2 separate regions of the Danio rerio genome follow, and region 1 is linked to region 2. The links are chromatin contacts, called in public Hi-C maps. All regions are on one chromosome and are shown on one strand. Each heading gives the region's core, a stretch centred on a gene start, on an enhancer-like site or on the middle of the called end of the contact. The rest is flanking DNA. Distances are from core to core; before and after follow the strand shown.

Region 1 (6,504 bases), core at 3,233-5,732, 220 kb after region 2:
TATTATGTTCTGTCATCACGCAAAGACAAAATGTTTTTTAGATTATTAGACATTTGTTATTTAAACTTTTAGGATTAAAAGTGTGTTTGTAAGGACAAGAGTATCTCCAGCAGAAAAGATGCTGTTCTAAATTGTATTGAAATCTGTGTTTAGAAAATAATGAAGACACCAGAAGTCAATGTTTCATTTGAATTATTTAGCCTGACATGTTCACTACTCCAAAATACAAAATCTTTTAAAGATTTCTAAAAATATATAATAAATTGTGTTCAATGGGGAAAAAAGTTTTTGTTTTTTACCCAGATATTTAAAAAAGTATATTTCAGAGCAGTAATCATAATACAGTGAAACTGTGATATTTTTATCCTATGTTATCATACCGTCAGAATCGTATACAGGCCCACTGTAAAAAAACTGTAAAAAAAACTAAAATAACAGCTGCTAAATTACAGAAATATACTGTTAAAAAAGAAATTTATGGAAAATAAAAATTTAAGGATATTTCTGTCATTTAACGTCCATTATTGTACAGTAAATTTCTGTCATTTAACAGCCGTTTTTCCCCAGCTGCCGGAAAACCCCCATAAAATAACAGCTTTTTTTAAGTGCAAAGGACTTGCCAAATATTTGAAAAAGAATAAAAATGTCACAATAATCTTTTCATCAACTGTAAAGAATGCAGAAATACTAGCATTTTTTTCAACTAAACACTTGTCGATGTTTTTGAAAAGCACAATAAGCATTGACATACCGCTAAAGAATTGTACAAGTGCAAGTGTTATACAGTAAAAGTCATGTGATGCATTTAAATATTTAAGTTTGACTTGATGGATTTGATTTTGTGATTTGTCAAAGATATAAATGTCTTGCATGTGTTGTTTACATCATGTAAATAATTTGTTTTGTGCTAATGATTGTATCTATACTGTAAGGTGTAAAGGTTGTACTTGTATGCTAAATGTAAATGCAGAGATAACTATTGAATCATGTTCTTGTATGCCTCATGTGATGGCAGTGAAACAAAATAAAAATTGCTTTTGAATATTGCCTGTTTAATCTCATGTTTGAGAAAACCGCAAAAAGGGGAGCAGATTTATTGAAAGGAAAACAAATATATATATATATATATATATATATATATATATATATATATATATATATATATATATATATATATATATATATATATATATATATATATATATATATATATATATATATATATATATTTGCATGTTGGGTTTTATTTGGTTCAACACCTTATCAAATCTGCAAAAAACTGCAAGACAAAGCCGTGGCATCACAAGATATAAGGAAAAAGATTTAAAATGATCTGCTCCGCACCAACGTTTGGATGAAGTGGTTATGAAAACAAAACAATAATATCCACATTGCAGCTGTTGCATTATTCATCTTCAGTGCACAGCGCGGTGTTTTTCATGCTGTAATCACTTTTTGTTCAGTGTTGCACACAGGGGGCAAAAGGGGAGAGGAACCCTCAGAGAGTTTAATAAGCTGTGGCATAAACCTCCAGATTTGCTATACATTCAATAAGCTTTTAGATGATGTTTTGAACACAGATACTGTAAATAAAACATCAGATAAAGGTTTTCTATGTGTTATTCATCCTAATTTTTCCTATTCATGCAGTCTGGATGTGTTTTGTTTTCAATATGATTGGCTATTTTCTAAAATGCTTATTTCAGAAAGCTCGTTCTTGAGAACAGTAAATTGGTTTTCTACTAAATCTATTCTAAACAGCTATCTACAAATCCATGCAAATGGGGTTATTTGCACAGCATGCGTGTAATCATTGTGTATGGCAGTCTTCCATAAAATAAAAAATAAAATAAAATAACAATTTATTAAGGAAGTCACTAGCATATTTAATTAAAACCAACATTGTTGAACCACCATTTGCGTGAAGCAAATCTAATCAATGTCTGCCCTCTATTGGGCAGAGTATGCTTTTTCCCTTTTCAGAATCAGGAACAAATCTAAGGAAACTGATGTAACACTTTATTATTTTTCCTTAATAAACACCTAATTAACTAATTTATTATTAGTTAATTAGGAGTTGTGTTTAGGTATGATGATTGGATCATGCAGAATAATTAAACAGCCAATATACAAGCTAATAATCTACTGGTCCCCTTGCTAATGGCCCATCCTTCAAACACAACTGGAAACTAGTGAGAAAATGTGAAAGATTACTGCATTACTTTCAAATAAATGAAATAAACTTAAGCATCCAAAGCAACATTTGACATAATTAAGTAATCAATGACATATTGTTTAAGGTTACGTCCTGAGACGTATCTTCGGTGTGCACAAGGTGCTTTGTTTTGTTTTTCCCTCCCTCTCTGTCTGTGTCTCTCTCTCCCTGCAGGTATTTATTCCCACCTAGTAAATTTTGAAAATGCGCATAAAAAACTTATGTGCATAACTGAGTAGGATAAACTATTTATTAAACAAAGACAAGCAAAAACTACGATGGAACACTTTTACCGCACAAATATGCGCATTCAAAAGGTGTGAAAATGTTATGATGAAAATGTGTGCAAATGGACAAACCAGCAGGCTGAGCACACTGTAAACCATCTCAACTGTTGTTCTGGTCATTCTAAAACACCATACCGTTTCAATATTAATGTTATTAAATTATTATGACCTCCAGAATCAACAGCGTCAGTGCTCCGCGTCTGACACCTTCAAACACCACCGCGCATTCACTGTGTGTCACAATTGCCTTCTGAGGCGCAAGTCAATTATTAGAAGAAGAAAAGATTCACACAGCTTCTCTTACTGCAACAAATTTAGTGTTTAATGTTGATATTTGGTGCCAGTTAATCAGGAAGTGACTCATTTTTTCGCGCTGACTCGTTGGATGGAAACATTATTTGCATGTCTTGTATGCGAAAATCCAGTTTTGTGCATTAAGTTCATTCGCATTTTTGGATGAAAACAGCTACTGACAGGCACGTGGGAACGGTGGGCAGGGAAAAATAGCATTAAAGGCACAGGCAACAAAAACAGCTACATGGTGTTCAGAGCAGAAAATTCCAATATATTGAAAGGTATAAGAAAAAATCTGATGGGTGTTTTGAGCTGAAAATTTACGGACACATTCTGGAGGCACAAAAGACTTCTCTTAAATCTTGAAAACGGGGTAAAATAGGTGCCTCTTAACTTATTGAAATTTCTAATATATATATTTCCCTCTACAATGATGAACAATGGCCGCCAATGTGGTAAAGTGGTTGATATTTAACTCTTTTTGATAAAGTTCCACAAACAAACCATTGTATAAACCACATTGACAAGTGTTAAAACAAACAGACCGGGTGGTTCGAAAGACACACTCTCCTAATGACAAAGTTCCGAATTTGGCCCCTATGAGCTCTTTTATCCCATTTTTGACAGCATGCCATCTTAAATTGTGAAAATAACCCATAGAAGAAAGCTTTAGGGCAAATTACCTTTTTATTATTTAATTTTTTTTCAGCTTAGTCCCTTTATTAATCTGGGATCGCCACAGCGAAATAAACCGCCAACTTATCCAGCATATGTTTTATGCAGCGGATGCCCTTCCAACTACAACCAATCTCTGGGAAACATCCATATACACATTTATTCACACTCATACACTACGGACAATTTTCATTCATTTATTCATTCATTTTCTTTTCGGCTTTGTCCCTTTATTAAACTGGGGTCGCCACAGCGGAATGAACTGCCAACTTATTCAGCATTTGTTTTACACAGTGGATGCCCTTCCAGCTGCAACCCAGAGATTGGGAGAATATGCAAACTCTACACAGAAACTGACCCAGCCTAGGCTTAAACTAGCGACCTTCTTGCTGTGAGGTGGTGACAGCACTACCTACTGCGCCACCAGGCCCACTAAATTAAACTTTTAATTATTCAAATTTACAAATTCTGAACGAGGAAATAAGCTGGCTAGTTTGTTAATTACCTACAGGCTACAGTTTTAAAGAAAGTTTTAATAAAGTTTTTAAATAGGTTTTTAATGTTTTCACAGATTCCTAATTGTTTTTATGATAATAAATTTGTATTTTAAAAATTTGTATTGTTTCATCTTTATTCAAAATGTTTCATTTAAAGTTCTAATCTTGTAATACTATTGATAAAACTGTAATAAATTGTAAGTTTAAATGCACATTTCTAAATAAACACAAATTGTTTGACAAAATTGTAGGACATTTTTTGTTCCATCAAAAAGTGTGACAAGCCACAAGCCAATGCAGCAAAGATTAGAGCTTAAAATGTCCCGCAAATGCAGTATTTGGACCTCGATTTAATAGAGAATTGGGAGAATAACTGCAAAAAGATTCACTTTTTGAGAAAAAAGAACACTCCTTTCAATACGCCGACTACGGGCCTGGCGTTAACTAACAGAAATGTGAAGGAATGCACGTAAACAAAACTCTACAGTAATGGGGACGTCTCCCGGAAGTGTCGTCACTGACCATGACCTTACTCTCTTCAGTCACGTACAGTCATGTAGACGGGACAGACGAATGATCGAGAAATGTAGGAGTAGAGAAAAAATCACGAAAATCCACCTATTCTTGTTTACTCTGGTAAGTACCCATTCACGTTTATGTTTATTTATTTGTTAATGTTAATATTTTACTCGTGCTGCCCGAATCAGCTCATTCATTCAGAAAGTGGAAACATGCGTTAGCCGCGAGCTAGCGGTAATAGCACGAGTACCTTAGCCCATCTGCATGACATTTAGCTTAAGTAACGTTACATAAGAAAGGCATGGTTTATAATTACACTGTCACTGTTACATTGTTTTAATACTTGTCTGTACCAATATTATTCATTACAAAGTTGTCCAATGTTGCTAATTGTTTTGAAGTGTCTTCTGTTAAAATTGACATTCTATAGTCAGATGTCTAAGTTACTTTTAAAATCCAATGACTTGTCTGTCTAAACTTTGATATTCGTCCTCTATTTTCCGCATTATACCGTTAGTCTCAACAAAACCTTATTGTCTTGATGTATTATTTGACTTTTCTGGTTTAAGACTGAGTTAAATCCTCATCTAGATCTATTCTAATCCTGTTAAGTGTTTTTCTGCATATCTTTTGTGGACTTTGTAAAAGCGGTTTTCAATATAATTGCATAAAAACATAGCTAGCTGCTTGTTTAGATAATATTTTTGTTTCCACAAGCTTATTCATGTTTAAATGGCATGTGTAGTTAAGATTGAGGTCAAGCTTGTTTTATATTAACTTATTCACACTTTTAATATAATTTCACACAAGTATTGTTTGCAATTTCTGAACTGGGAAATAATATTAGGAGAAAATGACTATTAAAATACAACACTGTTGACAGTCAAAAGAGATAGTTTTGTTTTAAAGTCATACTTTGTTGGTATTAAATACTGAATATTCAAATTGGGGTGATAAACCATATAAAGACAAGTTATAGAGGTCAGTGGTTGCCAGTTCCTTGCAATTTCCAAAATATCTTCTTTTTTGTTTTTACAGAACACAAAATTCTGCTTGACTATGTTATTGAACGGCAAAGCCTGAAGGTGTCATTTAGTTATGTAGCTCGTGTTGTGTACTTTAAGAGACAGTTTGTGTCCAATTGAATAAAGTGTTAGTTTGATGTTTTTATTATTACTCGCCCTTCAGAACACAAATGAAGATGTTTTAAATGAAATCCAAGAGGTCTCCCATCCTCCATATACAGCTTGGGTCCTGAGCTGTTAAAAGTTCAGAAGATGAACCTAAAACCTTGCATGTGACTTCATTGGTTCAGCTGTAATCATACTATGCTCCCAAAAAAAGCTCCTTTGAGTGTCAGAAAAACAATGTAAATATGACTCTGTTTGCCTGTATATTGTCTTTATCATCATGTTGTCAGGGTGCATGTTTACAAAGAGCAGTATGACATATTGCGTCATATTTCTCAGAGTAATTAATAACAGAATTTTCTTTTTTGGGGATCTAATTTTTTATGCTGTGGATGCTCGTATAACAAAATGATGTATTGTGTTCGCTCATAAAACTTAAGTTATTAATAAGTTTCTCCATGCCTGTCCTTAAGATAGCACTTGTGTAGGTATTAGGTAACATCCATTATTTATTATTTAGTGTCTGTCTTTGTCTTTTGTTGCAGGTTTAAGCACAAGCAGGTTGAGAGGGAACAATGGTGAAGTATTTCAGCTGTGTGGGCTTTCTTAAGAGCTCATGGGACCAAGTGTCTTCGGCTTTTTGGCAGAGATACCCCAACCCCTACAGGTGCAAATCTAGGTTTTTTTTATAAAGTTTGATCGATTCACGATTTCGATTTTTAAAAAAAAAAAATTATTGTGTTACTAGTCTTCTCAAAACATTACAACAACATGACTGAAGTAACATTCTCTTTAAAGGTAACTTAAAAAACCATCTGGTTAAGCAACATTGTATTTTTATTGGCCTTGTCATACAAAAATCGGTCAAGGTGTAAATAAATGTAAAA
Region 2 (6,502 bases), core at 626-3,125:
TATTTGCAGTAATTACAAAAGCCAAGCTAACATAAAAAAAATAAAATAAAAAAATTGGTAAAGGCATTTTGCATAGAGACTGCATTTTAACTTTGGAGGACAGCACACACATGTATAGTAGTGGCCAAAGTTATTAGAACAGCCGACAGATCTGAACACTTGATCTCTTTTACTTCTAAAACATTGATTTCATTTGATAATGGCTGCTTTGAGCACAGCCTTAATATTTGGTGGTATGTCCAAAACTTTTACAGTCATCACAGCAGCACATATCTCTGGTACACTAAAAATTATGACAAAGTGTCATGACAACAAATGTTTTTATGTTACTTTAACAAGTAAATCAGGTTTCAACTACAGCTACTATTTATATAAAGTTTAACTTAATATATCTCGGTCAGTTTTATTGATTGAAGTTGAGATGACTAGAAAAGTTCATTTGATTCAACTAAAAGATTTAAGGCACACTGTAAAAAAAAAAAAAGAAAAAATATATATATATATATATATATATATATATATATATATATATATATATATTTTCTTTTTTTCCCGGCAGTTGAGAAATTTACTGTAAAATAATGGACGTTAAATTACATAAATTTGCTGTAAAATTATGGACGTTAAATTACAGAAATTTACTGTAAAATAGTGGACATTAAATTGCAGAAATTTACTGTAAAATAGTGGATGTTAAATTACAAAGATTTACTGTAAAATAACAGCTATTAAATAACAAATTTACTGTAAAATAACAGATTTTACTGTTTGCTGTGAAATAACACGTTAAATGACATTTTCTGCCAAATTGAATTACAATAATTTTTTTAATTTAATGTCTGCTATTTTATAGGAAATTTCTGTTATTTAATGTTCTGTTATTTTATGTTGTTTTCTGGCTCCCCAGCTGTGTGAAATAACAATTTTTTTGTTTTTTTTTCAAAGTGCAGGAAGATTTTTTTTTTCTTTCAACACTGAACTCTAAAGGCTAACGTTATCCCATGACTTCTGCAACTGAACAAAGACTGTTCTGTTAATTATGTGAAGGAACATGAGTGCATGACATTGAAATAGCTGTGTGTTTGTGTGTGTGTTTATATACACGTACAGAAAATGACCTAGTTGTGCTTATGATGCCTCTGTTTTATGGTTTATAGACTTTGTTTAATTGAGTTATTTTTTAGCCCATTGTTTTAAATATTTTGAGGCGAGAATAAAATAGTTGAATGAAATGCATTTAAAATATAGCACAATACAATTTTTAAAAGTATTATAAAAAAATAGTACTAATATAAAATAATTAAATAACATTTCAAATGTTTGTCCTTTCAAGAAACATTTTTTCATGAATTGTGAAACCATACCATTGAATACACTGAAGAAATTATATGATCAATTAGTCCTGACAGCAAATGCGTATTAAACTAGGTTAATCATGTTCAATGGACTCATGGTTAATTCAGCTTACAAAGTTGTGGCAACCCACTTTTTTTTTTTTACAGTGTAGTAATGTAAATAAACATCTAATAAAAGGCTTTTCTTTTCTTAGTTGTTTTACTTCATACATTCGTTTAATAAAAATGTTTCCACTAATAAAAAAGAATCTGTAAATCCATTAATACATTCAAAATTGAACACAATCTGAAAACTACTTAATATCAAATATTAAGACCTCACCAGTCAAAATAAGATATATTCCTTTATTTTTTTTCTCCATTCTGCTTCATTTCTCATTATTTTGTACAAATAAAAGCTGTTTACTCTTTATATAAAGATATATGGAACTAAAGTGATAAAATACTTTATTGGTTTTGAAATTGATGTAATGGTGCCACCCAGTGGCTGCTGAGAGAATTTTACAAAGCTACAGTCAGTTCAGTAAGTGTGAGTGGGAGAGGGGGGTCAGGACTGGGATATGACTGGCCAATCAGTCTTGTTACAGGTTGGAGGTTGCCGGGCAGGTTTCCTTATAAACGGCCTGGTCTGAGGAGGAGAAGTAGTCGCTGACGCCCTCCTCTGACAGATGACCGTACTCGTTGTTGTAGAAGGTCTGGCCTGAGAGTTGAGTGAAGAACACTGGACGGAGCAAACCACCACCGCTGCCGCTGCTGCTCACCGATGGACAACTGATGAGGCGCTCAGTGCTTTGGCCCGTCGTCGCACTGCACAGTTCACACAATGATTAATATTGCTCTTATGAATAACTCATGACTCTTATGATCAAGTTTTCACCTACTGTGTCAACATGGCTCCTCTGTGCTTGTGTTCAAACCTCTCCAGTTCATCTGATGCCAAAACCATCCCACTGTCTGTCTGACTGTCCTGTAGAAACACTGTAACTGTTAGAGACTGTGTGTTTGTGTGAGTGTGTACAGTACTCACCATTTGAAGTGGATAACAAATTGGATAAGTGGATAAGTTATCAGAGTTGTAAAAGTATTCTACATCTATTCTTGTCTTTGGACAATTAAAAAAAATCCACTACAGATTTTGACTACTGTATTCATCTTTTTAAAGAAAAAAAATGTTGTATCGATTATGTATGAAGACTATTGTTTAAGAAAATATAAGGGGTCACCAACTTTATCATCATTTATTTCATTCATTCATTTTCTTTTCAGCTTAGTCCCTTTATTAATCTGGAGTCACCACAGTGGAATGAACCGTCAACTTATCCAGCACGTTTTACACAGCTGATGCCCTTTCAGCTGCAACCCATCTCTGGGAAACATCTATACACACTCATTCACATACATACACTACGGACAATTTAGCCTACCCAATTTACCTGTACCACGTCTTTGGACTGTGAGGGAAACAGGAGCACCTGAAGGAAATCCACGCGAACATGGGGAGAACATGCAAACTCCACACAGAAACGGCAACTGACCCAGTCGAGACTCAAACCAGCAACCTTCTTGCAGTGAGGCAACAGCAATACCTACTGCGTCACCCTCATTTATTTCATTTTTTAAAAATACTGAAAATCAACTCTTGATAATATAGCAGTTTATCTTCATGGTTGGACATTTTCATGTAGTGTTTTTTATTTTGTATAATTATATAGGTTTTGTCTTTATGACTTGGACATTTTTTTAGTAAATAGGGCTGTGACACCACAGGACAACAGAACGATCATTTTCAAGTGGTTCCAAAAAGTAAATATGTGAAAGTTCATTCATTCATTCATTTTTTTTTTTGGCTCAGTCCAGGGGTGGGCCAACTTGGTCCTGGAGGGCTGGTGTCCTGCACAGTTTAGCTCCAACTCTAATCAAACACACCTGCTTGTAGATTTCTAGTGATCTTGAAGACACTGATCAGCTTGTTCAGGTGTGTTTGATTAGTGTTGGAGCTAAACTGTGCAGGTCACCGGCCCTCCAGGACTGAGTTTGCCCATCCCTGGCTTAGTCTCAAATTCATCTGGGGTCGCCACAGCGGAATGAACTGCCAACTGTTCAGCACATAGCATATGCACTTCTAGCTACAACCCAGTACTAGGAAACACTCATACACTCTCAGATGCATACACATATATTACGGACAGTTTAGTTTATTCAGTTCACCTATACCGCATGTCTTTAGACTGTGGGGGAAACCGTAGCACCCGGAGAAAACCCATGCGAACACGGGGAGAACATGCAAACTCCACACGGAAACGGCAACTGAGCCAAGGCTCGAACCAGTGACCTTCTTGCTGTGAGGTGACAGCACTACCTATGGCACTACCGCATCATTGTAACTGGCGTTACGTTTTCTCAAGTATTTGTACTTTTTTTTCTTTTAAGTGATGCATTACTTTACTCGTTACTTAGAAAAGTAATATTATAACATAACTTGGTAACCAACACTGGTTATTGTCCATACTGATGTGTTTACAAATGACATGATGTTGCATTTTCACTGTCCCACATGACAAATTGAATATAATTAGTTTAGTCATCAATTAAAATGCAGTAAACGGTTTTACTTGTCTTCCATGAAGCTCTTGTTAAAAAACTGTTTACATTTCGAGCCAAATCTCATAACTGTCTCAAGCATAGTTCAATGATTTACAACTAGTCAATTAAAAATAAATGATAAAATCTTTCATAAACACATCAGGTCTGCTTTTACAAGTGACTATTTTAGTTAATTACAAACAAACAAAAAATAATCCATGTATCTTTAAAAACTTATATGATGCGTTTTGTCAGTAAAAACAATGTTGTGGGGCGACACGATGATGTTAGCACTGTTGCCTCGCAGCACAAATTGCCGGCTGGACCTGATAGCGTTTCTGTGTGGAGTTTGCATGTGTGTTGGCGTGGGTTTCCTCTGGGTGCTCAGGTTTCCCCCACAGTCCAAAGACATGCGGTACAGGTGAATTGGGTAGGCTAAATTGTCCATAGTGTATGAGTGTGAATGAGTGTGTATGGACGTTTCCCAGAGATGGGTTGCAGCTGGAAGGGCATCCGCTGTGTAAAACATGTACTGGATAGGTTTGGTGGTTCATTCCACTGTGACGACCCCAGATTAATAAAGGGACTAAGCCAAAAAGAAAATGAATCAATGAGTGAACGCCAGTTACTTTTTAGTTCAGTTAATTAGCTTTTTAAAAAATTGCTGAAGTAAAATGAGTCTTAATGAATCATGCTGTCGATGAGAAAATGTGTTCATTATTTTGAACACATAAAAGAAAAGGAAAAGGGGATTATAGTCTCGATTGACAGTGATTTTACTAAAGACAAAAAATACAAAAGTAGCAATCATTGCTTTAAACTTTCATTAATCTGTTTATTTGGCATGTAGAGCTCTGGAGTCAGGAAATTCTCAAATAACATCCTACATTTTTTTATGTGTAAATGTGTAAATTTTTGAAGGTAAATGAAGGTGTAGGTTATACAGTGTTTTGTTAATTGAAGAGCTCTTCTATTAAAAAGAAAGAAAGAAAAACGTGTTTTGAAAGAGATCAAGCCTCAGCCAGGAAATAAAAAGTAACGCAAAAGTAACTCAAAAGTACACATTACTTACCATAAAAAGTAACTAAGGCTGTGTCCGAAACCGCATACTTCCATACTATATAGTACGCTAAAATCAGTATGCGAGCCGAGTAGTATGTCCGAATTCATAGAATTCGAAAATCAGTAGGCGAGAAGTACCCAGATGACTTACTACTTCCGGCGAGATTCTGAAGTGCGCATCCCATGCACGCTGTGCTATCCTATAATGCCCTGCGAGAGAATTCATGAATGGAAGTGAGGCAACGCAACTGACACAGGTAGGTCCGAATTCCATTCATACTTTTCACATTCATACTGTATAGAGCTTACTTTTTTAACGGCCGAGTAGTAAGTTTAAATTCAAATGCAGTACCTACTGAGTAGTACGCGGTTTCAGACGCAGCCTAAGTAACTTGACTAGTTAAATTTTAGGGATTACCTGTTCAAAAGTAAATTTCCCCAACACTGACAATAACATAAATGTATACATGTATGCTGGAGGACGTAATCGACGTACATGCTGTGTCTTGTGTGATGTCATTTCCATAGGAAGTTCCTCAAAGGTCTTCACTCGAGAATGACATGTGCTGGAGGGCCCGACCATCACACAGCCAGCAAACGGCACGCAGTTGTAATATCTGGCCAGAGACAAGAGAAGAATATATTCAACAGAAGTGCAGTCAAGAGTCCAGCAATATCCTGTTATGTAACCCTCAAGATGTTTTTGCTCCTTTCATTTCAGGTTTATGTGACAGAGACAATGCACATCAATAATACAAAAACATGTACAATGTGCCAGACTTTTTCATCTGGACTGATGCTAAAATAGTCACCCTGAAAACATAACATGATGAATCAATACATAATATATACAAGCTTCAAACTTATGCAACATTTCTACAAACTATACATCGCTACTATGATATGCCTAAAACTGACAGATCAACATTCAAACACATATACAACTGCCAGACAAAACAGTCAATATACCTTCACCGGCCACTTTATTAGGTACATATATAAGTACCAGGTTGGACCTCATTTTGCTTTCAGAATTGCTTTAATCCTTCAATCCTTCATGGCAACGATTCAACAAAGTACTGGACATATTCCTCAGATCCATATTGACATGACAGCATCACGCAGTTGCTGCAGATTTGTCGGCTGCACATACATGATGTGAATCTTCCGTTCCACCACATCCCAAAGGTGTTCCATAAGATTGACTCTGGTGACTATGGAGGCCATTCGAGCTCAGTGAACTCGTAGTCATGTTCAAGAAACAAGTCTGAAATGATTTACGCTCTATCAGAAGATGGGTACACTGGTCATAAAGTGATAGACATGGTCAGCAACAGGTAGGATGGCATTAACACGATTGGTATTAATAAGGCCAAAGTCTGCCAAGAAAATATTCCCCACCCACACCATTACACCACCACCATCAATCCGAACCGTTGATATAAAGCAGGATGGATCCATGTTTTTTTATGTTGTTGATGCCAAATTTTGACCCTACCATC

What was found. A called contact is a pair of places that touch in the nucleus more often than the background predicts.
Region 1: a Hi-C map of embryo shows a contact between it and region 2, with 2.7 times the contacts expected there. The contact joins the promoter of prelid1a here to the enhancer-like site in region 2. A contact is called at or near these places in 2 of 18 Hi-C or Micro-C datasets (embryo and an unstated tissue).

The regions. Positions count from the first base shown.
Region 1 is chr14:18,311,908-18,318,411 of GRCz12tu, forward strand. It overlaps prelid1a (PRELI domain containing 1a), which reads left to right and starts at 4,483. Exons shown (of 6, transcript NM_200366.2): 1 at 4,483-4,604; 2 at 6,163-6,284. The coding sequence starts at 6,193. It also overlaps a transcript of trim105 not described here.
Region 2 is chr14:18,095,711-18,102,212 of GRCz12tu, forward strand. It overlaps flt4 (fms related receptor tyrosine kinase 4), which reads right to left. Exons shown (of 30, transcript NM_130945.2): 28 at 5,497-5,617; 29 at 2,237-2,322; 30 at 1,687-2,162. The coding sequence ends at 1,937. Among named protein-coding and RNA genes, the nearest start is that of ergic1, 50 kb to the left of the region's middle. Within about 2 kb of position 1,876, at least 27 of the 62 cell types and tissues checked have an H3K27ac peak or open chromatin away from gene starts, as enhancers often do.